Regions from separate parts of the Mus musculus genome. Here region 2 is linked to region 1. Evidence: chromatin contacts called from public Micro-C data. All regions are on one chromosome and are shown on one strand. Each heading gives the region's core, a stretch centred on a gene start, on an enhancer-like site or on the middle of the called end of the contact. The rest is flanking DNA. Distances are from core to core; before and after follow the strand shown. Region 1 has its middle 120 kb from the start of Gm31715. Region 2 holds the start of AI197445 (expressed sequence AI197445).

Evidence for each region. Hi-C and Micro-C count contacts between places; a contact is called where the count stands out from the background.
Region 2: a contact with region 1 is called in a Micro-C map of stem cell-derived neural progenitor cells, with 4 times the contacts expected there. The contact joins the promoter of AI197445 here to the enhancer-like site in region 1. A contact is called at or near these places in 44 of 484 Hi-C or Micro-C datasets (the AtT-20 cell line, the BV-2 cell line, the C2C12 cell line and 30 more) and 2 of 115 datasets of contacts at active chromatin or transcription factors (bone marrow-derived dendritic cells and neural progenitor cells).

The regions. Positions count from the first base shown.
Region 1 is chr13:107,324,685-107,329,993 of GRCm38.p6, reverse strand. No RefSeq gene overlaps it. Among named protein-coding and RNA genes, the nearest start is that of Gm31715, 120 kb to the right of the region's middle. Within about 2 kb of position 1,258, at least 18 of the 459 cell types and tissues checked have an H3K27ac peak or open chromatin away from gene starts, as enhancers often do. A contact at or near this core is called in the C2C12 cell line, the NIH/3T3 cell line, embryonic fibroblasts and 1 more, where this site is marked.
Region 2 is chr13:107,468,146-107,472,884 of GRCm38.p6, reverse strand. It overlaps AI197445 (expressed sequence AI197445), which reads right to left and starts at 3,063. Exons shown (of 3, transcript NR_045083.1): 1 at 2,959-3,063; 2 at 1-438.

The DNA of each region.
Region 1 (5,309 bases), core at 9-2,508:
ACTATAGAAAGTTGGTAAGTGGATCCCTGGGGCAATAGGAAACAGGTTTTTAAATTTTATTTATTTTATTTTTTGGATCCCATAAGACTCATTTCCAAACCCTATGGGGTTTTATCAAGCTGAGCTTTGAGTATCCTGATCTTTTCAGACTCCAATTAACTTATGCTGTTCTTTGGGTTTTAATTCTGCCCTGCCTTGCTCATCTCCAGCGAGAAGAAAACTAACATTGGAAACATGGTTTAAGCAAAGTGGTGACTGGGAAATTTCTTTTTTCAAAGGGGGGAATTGGGTTCCCAAGGGAGAGAACAAACATCCTAAGCTACTTGGACTACTACAAACAGAATCTGTGATAATGTCAAGAAGCAGAATATGGGGCAACAAGAAAGGAGGACACCTACCCAAAGAAGCAGAGGCAGCGTCTGGCCAGCCCGCTGAAAGTGAGTACATTTATAGCTCTGGGAAGAGCTGGCAAAGATAGCTTTCCTTTCCTGTCCCTCAGCCTTTCTGCCCGGGTCCACAGCTTTGTTGCACTCATTCTGTTCCTGTCAGGCAATTCTGAAGCCATTGAAAGACGATTGGTTTTTGTTCCTGGCAACCCGTAGCCACAACCAGCAAATTTAAACTCCTGGCTAGCTTCAAAGAGCAAGAGAGAACAGGGGTATCCTGCGTCCATGTGGGAGGGAGGTGACTCTGAAGTTTTCATAGAGAAGATAACCATTGCACATGGGCAGGCCAAACAGGCCTTGGAAAAAGGCCTTAGACTTGAGTCAACCATGAGTAAGAGTCTATGAGCACAGTGACTACAGCTAGTTACACGCTTAGCAAGACTTAGACTAAACATTGTGGCCTGTGTGCTTTCTCTGGTGTTTATTATATCCCATTTGTAGAAGTATCCATAACATTTTTAGAATTTTTCTGTACATGCAAGTTTATAACATTTCATTTCTATGCATGCAAATGGCCAACGTGAATCAGTGCTTACCCTAATACCCATCACTGGACGAAGCACTTGTCTTCTCTTGGTTTAATTTTACAATTGTAGAAGAAAATGCCTCATTCCAATGCTTATTTGTTGAAATAGTGTAGAGTTCTGTCATTCAGCTGATGTGAAAACCAAGGATAACTTGCCTTGGGGGTTATGCAACTAATAAACTATGGCATAATTCCACTCAGAGGTATTTTTAGGTCCCAAAGCCACGTTCTAAATCCTTACCCAGTAGAATTCTGAGAGCAAAGTTTCAAGTCTAACTCTGCTAAGCCTCAGACTCCACAGTTGGTTTAATGAGAGGTTAGGATGCTATGACTGGCCAGTTCTGGGATGGTATGGTCTCTTGAATCAAAGCTTGCTAACTTGGCAGAAAAAAAAAAGGAGTGTTCCTGGGCCTCCTCCACCCTGGCAGCTCTGCTTAAAGACACAGGGCATGTAAGGTAGTTTTGCTCTTGATAAAATGAGCCCGAGATCTATAAGCTGGCCTCAGCCTTTTGGCGAAAACTCTGAATATATGGTAACCTATATCTATATTTTTCTTCAGATACAGTGAGTCTTAGAATGTCTACCTTCTTAGAAAAGAGTCTCTCTCTAGAGTTCACGTACCAGCAACTACCTCTTTTTTCTTTTCCTATTTTTGTTTTTGGTTCTGTGGCGGGGGCTTTTTGCCTTTTCTTAAAACAATAATTCTCATAAGAGATGTAAATACTCTTTTCCCTCAATAATCTTGAGGCATGGGTTCCAGGAAGCTCATGAATACCAAAACTCATGGATGCACATGTCCCTTAAGACATATCTGCATATAATCTACAAACATCATCCTATGTTCTTAAAACTATCTCTAGATTGCTGCTAATATAGATAGTTGGCATATGATTTTCTTTAGGAAATAATGACAATGATGAAAAGGGCTTGGACACGGTTCATCTAGACCTTTTTCTCTCAATATCTTTAGTCTGTGCTTAATGGACTACGCAGGTACAAAACCTGTAAATACTGAGGCCCACATCTGCATGCTGCTACCATTTCCTCATCTCTCTCTCTCTCTCTCTCTCTCTCTCTCTCTCTCTCTCTCTCTGTGTGTGTGTGTGTGTGGGGGGTATGTCACACATGTGAGAATAGCATCCATGTGAAGACCAAGAGTTGACATTGAGCATCCCCCTCAGTCGTTCTCTCCTTCATTCACTGAGGCAGAAACTCTCATTAAACCAGAAACTTGGGATTTGACTGGTCTAGCTACACCTCTAGCCAGCATATCTTGGGGAATCTCCTTACTTCTCCTAAGCTAGGGATTATAGGCAGATCACCATGCATGCCCAGGTTTTTAAAAATCATATGTATTGAGGAATGCATGACATGTGTAGGTGTGGGAGTCACAGGTTGACCTGCAGGAGCCCATTCCTTTCCTTCAACCAACGATGTGGATGCCAGGAATCAAATACAGACAAATACTCTATGTATTCAGTCGTCTCTCCAGCCACATGCCTCCCAGTGTTCTTTTTCAATCTGCTCCAACTAGGTTTCCACTGTCAGTCAACAGAAACCTCTCTTGTCAAGCTCTCCATCACCCTCCATAACATTCTTCATCTGGCCTCTCAAGAAGTGAAACTTTAGTGGTAGGAAATGGAGAAATATAAAACAACTAATGAGTACCTAAAGACAAAAAAAATACATACTTATGGAAGGTCTTAATTGGAACTCAATAGCTGAATGTTAAAAGTATGAGTATGTATATTTTCATAAAGTCTCTTACTCTTCCAAAAGTCTCTTTTTATGGCACTGCTATTTGCTGCATTAAAAAATGGCAGTTACTTAGTATATATTTTACTTCAATAAATATACCCTCCCATTTTACTACTGCTCTATCTAATTGGAATATACACCAAGAGTATGTGAAAATGTTTAAAACTACCTAGACCAAAGGGAATCACAATGGTTTCTAGCTGCAGGAGTTCATCTGAATTGCCTTTTCCATATTCAGATAGGAAGACAGGTTAGAGAGTTAATAATGTCTGCACTGACACATAGCTGCTAAGTGGACTTGGGACTAGAAGCCATTCCTCAAAATTTGAACCCAGAGTCATCCTATTATAGCATGCTTCTTTGGTATATCTCAAAAGGTTAAAAGATTTGACACAATCACTGTTCCTCTGACTAGTCAATGCATGGTACTGACAAAACTCACTAATCTCTCTTCTTTAATCTGTCTGTTTTTAACCTGCTATGGGTGTGTTACTAGGCATTTGGCAAGTGGTCCCACATCATACTCTAGGTATGTCAGTTATAGTAATTGGGACTAAAAATGTCTTACCTTTTTAAAGAATAGATCATACTTAAAGTTACACTAATGATAACACTATTTTTATTCATCTGTAACACGCTGAGTAGCATGTACTATGGGAAACGGACTTAAATTTGGTAGGCTAGGAACTTGGCCTAATGGCCTTGTATTTCAACCCATCATCCATATTTTCCCACAAGCATGGAATGTCCACATTTAACTGTCACCTTCATGTTCAGCAAACCAATGCCTTTGAGATGATTAAGACACCTAGGAGACACTCTCACATTGCTTGGGTCATCTGGTTATTAAGCATACTAAGGGAAAAGCAGAGATTTCTTGAGAAAAGGAAACGTTGGGGATTTTCCTAATGCTCTTGGTGGGAGGACCAGTAGAGGACAAGATTTTTCATCCCACCTGGCCAAGAGCCAGCTGAGCTACCTACTAGGGAGACAGCATCACTGTGAAGTCAAAAGTTACCCCCCCCCCCCGAAAAAGCAGAGGTTGGGCCCAAAAGAGACACAAACCTCCAACCATTTCTCAAATCATGGTACCACACTGAACATTATGATAGGTTGTCTCTATATTCGTACCCAATTTTTTTCCACTATGAATTTAGCACTAACAAGGGAGTTGAGGGAGGTGCTACCACCTCCACTTTCCTGCAGGCCACAACAGCAGGTGTGCTGATTTTCAAAGGAAAGTGAAATATTTGCCAAATCATTTGGCACACTCAAACTCCAAATGTGCCAAATTACCTGTCAAACTTAAATGGCCTTTTAAAAAGAAAGACAAATGGCCTGCCCACCTTCATCTGCATGGACCCACACTGCCATCCAGTGGCTCATTGTGTCAGTCACAATGGGGCTCCATTGTCTTCCAGGGTTTGGATCCAAGCTGAACACCCTTGTCCTTGGCATTGGCTCCTTCTCTACTCAGAGCCTTTGGGGCTGAAAAAGATGCAATGAGTTGCATATAAGTTGGATTAGAAGAGAGTTGGTGCCAAGACTTGGATGTTTTGCCCATGGCATCTAAAAAGAGCGTAAGCTGCCTGTAGAATTTTCCAACCAACAGATATTCAAGTGTCTTTCTTCCACATAATCACTGACCAAGAAAAAAAAAAAAGGAAAGAAGGAAGGAAGGAAGGAAGGAAGGAAGGAAGGAAGGAAGGAAGGAAGGAAGAGAGAGAGAGAGAAAGAGAGAAGAGAGAGGGGGGAGAGAAACCCATTATCATACACAGGTGTCTGCGTTTAGCCCTATAAGCACCTTTCCCTCATGGATAACTAGGCCAAGCAGCACATGGCGATCCATTTTATTTCCACAGTGCTTATCTGTAAGTCCTTACTTGTCTAAGTTCTCCTTTAAAATACCCATTTTAATGGGCTGAACTTATCTCTGCAGTGAAGGTAAGGAGTTCCAGCCATATGAGCTTGTGGGACATATATAAAGAAGAAGAAAGTTCATAGAGGAAGGAGAAAAATGAGATAGAGAGGCAGACTCTGTAGGCTTAGATTTTTCTAAAACCTACTTTAATAAGGGTTCTTAAATGCTTTAACCTCCCTTCTAGCCCTCCACCCACCAGAGGTGGTGGAAAGGAAAGGTTAATAGAGCAAAGGAGGATGTGGACCTGTTTAGAAATAGTTCTTTTGGGTGATTCCAATCTTCATTGTCAGGATATCAGCAGTTCAGTTGACAGGAACCAGCAGCAGTAGCTTGATTCACTTGCAAACACCATTCACGAATCAGCAATGAATGTTTGATCCAGAGGAAACCATGAGGCTCTGCCAATCTGCCCAAGTCCACAGAAGGGGCAAGAAGCCCCCAGAAAATCATGAGAAGTTCTTTGGTGTAATTTTCTCTACAAAGTCATGACAAACAATGATCAGTGAAGAAGGGATGGTAAACCACATCACATCAGTAAAAACCAATGAAGAACAGCAAAGAGTGGCAAGGTAATGCCAGAATGTCATCCAGTCAAGAGAGTTATATTTGTACCCTTTCCAGACATCACATGTCCTCTCCAGTGTCCACTCCAGCAAA
Region 2 (4,739 bases), core at 1,814-4,313, 140 kb before region 1:
TATAGCAGACATGTGAAAGGAGGCATGATGTTTAGATGGAAGATAAACATGACCCCACAGATAGTGGGGGCTCAAGCATTGGTTTGCTTTGCTCTGCCTTGTTCGTTCGCTAATCTTCACTAAGGACACACATGTATTGTTCGCCTTACATCATTGTGTTGCTGAGCTTGGCTTCATAGAGAGAAACTCGACAAAGAACTTCTCATGAGCTTCCTTCCACGGACTCAGGCCAGTCAGCAAGCCTTGCGGTTTCTTCTGGATTGGACTGCACTTGCTGATTCGTCGTGGACTGGTCTGCAGCTGCTGGCTCGTGTGGGATATTTGCTAGGGGGCTGGACTGAGAGCAATGAAGACTGGAGTCACCTCAAAGAACTATTTCTAAACAGGCCCACTCTCCTTAATAACCTTTCTTTTCTTCTATCTCTGGTGGTTGGTAGACTAGAAAGGAATTTGAACCCTTATTAAAATAAATTGTGAAAAATATATGCCTACATTCCATTATCATTATTCCTATCATCTCGTAATGGGCAACGCCATCTCAATCAGCTCTCTGTGTTAAATACAGAGTTCTCAAACAACTACATTCTTTCACCTCTGGGACAAAGTCCAAACTTAACAACACATCATATGAAACCCTATGCTCTTACCACCCATTCTAGCATCATCTTTCCTCCTGCACCAAGGTTACTCTCCCCAGCCCTCGAGCCCCCGAAGGCTCCTGCCAGTCTCCCTATCTTTCACGATGCAGCTTGTGTTGTAATTTGCCCATATTTAATCGCACAGGTTCTTGAATCTGTTCACATTTTGAGGATTTATCTCTCTAATCAACAGTGTCCAGGAAATAATTGGCATATAATTTTTCTTATCACATATAAATATTTAGTAATTAAAATGAAAAGCATCCATGTATGTTCCCCATAGGATCACATTATATGCTACAGTAACTACTCTGCCCCAACCCCTGCCTCCAAGTCTCTGATTAAAAATGATTGAGCTGGATCAGGGGTGTGGTTTCAGAAGCTCTGATCCCAGTCCTTGAAAGGCTGAGGCAGGAAGATTGGATGTTTTCTAGATTGTGGACACTATTTCACACACCCTAGGCATATTTATTCATTTAAGGCTCATAAGAACCCCCATGAGATGGAGCCAAAGTGATTTTCATCTTGCAGAAAAGTTGTTGTGCCCAGTGTCACATGGACTATAAGCCTGGCATTCAGGCTTGACCATTGGCTAGTCCACATCCTTACCTGACTCACGTGTCATCTCCACGGGTCTTAGTGCTGTAGATACCTTCAACATTTTAATTCTGTGACAATGGAGCTTGTTCTGATGGGAAGGTAGATCAGCTGCTAAGGGGGATGGTAGAATACCCAGAACAGGGGACCTTGCAGAAAGCAACATCCTAGCTGTCTGGGATTTCCTAGGTTTGCTTTAAGCATCTCCCAAGGATGCCAATCAAGTTGGCATTGTTCTGACAGAATCTCGGACTTCTGGCTTTTTCTGCTGTCCTGTACATTTTGGGTCCCTAGAGATGCTCTGACATTTCCAGCTCTGAGCAAGAAAGCGATGGGACCAGATCACCCGATTTCTGCCTGAACCTCAGACTCCCAGCCCGTTTGCACACGGCAGAGGCCCGTCTGCTACAGAAGAACCTCAAGGTCACTCACCAAGGCTTCATTGTATCTGTGCTTTACCTTTAAAAGGAACATCTTAACTCATCTCCTGTCCTTGGGTGCTTCATGGAATCCGTGCATGTTAATAGCCATTCCTGTCAAATGCCTGTCACCATTGCTGTGAGACTGTGTGTCACAGCGTTTGAGATGATGCAGCCAGATACTATCGACCAGCTCAGCATCTCTCTGAGAAACCCATGTTCAACTACATCCCTGTGGGTAATAAACAGGATGGATGCCCTCATCCCATGATAGAGCGTTATCTACAAATATATAACTCAAAAGAAATTACCACCAATATTCTTTTAATTGGAAATATCCTTCTTCCGCCTAAGCAGATACGTGCAAGCCCCTCTCTTACTGAAGCCATCCACAGCAGAGGAACATGTGTGTGAATGACAGCCTTTTAATCTTCCCCCGTAATCAGCTCCCCAAGCCCGAATGCTGAGTCTGTGAAACTGGCAAGGCCAGCCTGTTTCTCAGCTACCTCCTGCCGCAGGCTCCGGTGGGTCTGCCCTGCCCTTCTCCCTAACTTTAGCACTGGGACTCTTTAGAAAGCCAGAATATTTTTCACCCTGGGCTTGATCCTCCATTAAAACCAGCCGACCTAGAAAAATGAAGCTTAGGCGAGGCGGCTTTTCTGATCCCATTATCGATAAGCTCTTAGAGTTCATCAATGAAAATTAGAAGTTGTTAATCCTGTACATTTCCCCCCCCATCCCTTGATTTTTAATTACAGAAGAGAGAAGTAATGGATAACGTCTGGGGTTGCAGAGACACTGAAGCTGTCAAGAGAAAATTAAATTTACAGTCAGAGAGTTTTGTTTTCTCAAGTGTCCTTATAAAATTCGAAAGAGGCTCCTGGCATCACCAAGGCAATTCAACTGGTTTCCTAAACTGGCAGGATTTTCTTCGAAGAAGCCCTCCTTCCTTTGCCAAGAGAGTGTCTTAATGACAAGGACTGGACCTAAAGGGAACTCATTCAGAAGAAAACTGCATTAAAAGAACATTAAGGGCGATGTTTTAAAGTCTGATTTAAACTCATGAAAGCAAGGAGATTTATTGTTGAAGCCAAATCGCCGAGCTGACGCGCCCTGCCTGGTAATACATTCTGATTGGAGCACAGGGGATTGAATCTGTGCAGAGACATCGCTCACTGTGGCCTCAGCATTCCAGCTGCTGAGCCAGGAGATAGTGATGGGGAGCCGGGAGGGGGGCCACACAGGCTGGGGACAGCCACATTTCTAAAAGCAGATGGGCTAACATCCCATGGGGAACAACTCACCAGGGAAGTAGGAGAAGGGCGCTGCCAGCTGAGGTCAGCCTTGACATTAGTCGACAGCTCAGCAGCCTCGAAGCAGCTCCCAACACAAACAGTCATGGGTGGAGTGGGGGCTGGGAGGCCGGGTGGGGGGTGCGGGGAGGGGTTCCCTGGAGAATTGGAGGCTCAGCAGGAAGTTCCAGCCCATCTCCTCTGAATCCTAGCCAATCCTCCTCCACTCCCTGGCCCCACCCCACCCAGGGGGTGGGGCAGAATCTTCTCTTGGGCAGCTCCTTCTACATTCAAAGGGACCCGTGACAGAATGAACCCCAACCTCAACCTGCTGCTCTATTTTCCTTGGCAAGTTTCTACTTGTGCTGCAGACCTGGCTGCTAGCCAAAGGGCCAGCTGCTTGCCACCTTGCAAGTCAGGATCTGATTTCTAGATTAGCAGTGTTTGTGCCAATGTTGGAAAGGTACATTGAAGTCACCTGGAAAAAAATCAAAGAACACAGCCTTGAGCTCCTGCCCCCGCTTCCCTCCCAGTTCAAGGTCATGTGTCCCAATGATAGCTTCTATATTTCAGTTGGGGATGGCATTGCATTCTATTCCAAATAACAATGGTCTCCAGAGTAAGCCTTGGGGCTTTTTCCTCTTGACTTTCAAACTGATCCATCCCCCTTTGTGCCATTTTTAGTGTCCCAGTGCCTGTACAGATGTCTATTTCTTGGACTATCTGTTGCTTCCCCATGCATGGATATAGGGCTGTCTATTCAAGTGGTCACATTTGGATAGCCAAGAGATAGTAAAGATGTGCCAACAGGTCAGTCTGTGAAAACTAGAAGACCACAGAGTGTCACTTGAGCAGGGACCCAAAAGTGTGTGTGTTGTGTGTGTGTGTGTTGGGGGTGGTGGTGGTGGTGGTGGGTTGTTTTGTTTTCTGAGTTCGGTTGTTTGTTGATGACAGATTCTCATTCTAGCCTAGGATGCCCTGGAATTTATTCAGAAACCCAGACCAGTCTCAGTCTCTTCTACTTTCCATCTCTCGAGTGCTGGAATTACAGGCATGAGTTGCTACTCTTGGATCAAAAAGTCTTTGGTGAAAGTGAAGTCAGGTGTTTGAGACCAGGCAAGCCTCCTTCAGGAAACAGAATCAGGAACCGACCTGGAGGGCTCAGGTGACTAGGTGGGATGTGAGATCTTTCTGTTATATATTTATCTAGTAATGTGTATGTTGAGTGCTTCTCAACATCACAGAGCATGAAGCTGTGCAAACACATAGGTGGAGTAAATTCGGCAAGTAATGCCATCCATGAATGTTCACAGTAGAGACAGAAAGAGCTGTGGGGAGCGTTAGAAGGATGCTCCACGGCAAGTGGAGCTTGAAGGAAATAGAAACCGCTCAAAAGTAAGGAGTAAGAAGTGTGGAGGGCAGAGTCCATGAAGCTCAGAGTGGGAATTTAGCCTAGGGACCTGTGACAGTGGAAGAGAGACTGGCTGCACAGTGGAGACATGGTTACAAAGGCTGTGTGCCCTTCTAAGGAACGCTAATCCTCTCTGGTAGCTAATAAAAAGCCAATTAATGATGTTAAAAGCGTCTGAATTATCATCAGCCTAAGGTAGCTGAAAACTCAAACTTCATCACATAATTGTCCTATTTGGAATAAAGAGGATGACCCTGAAGGGAGTCAATATTGGTTTGGATGGTATGAAGCTCTGAAGAAGATCCACAGGTATCCCAGGCCCCAAGAAAATTGTTCATACATTGAAAGTTTTGTGAATGATTTTGTGTGCTCCCTAAAGCCA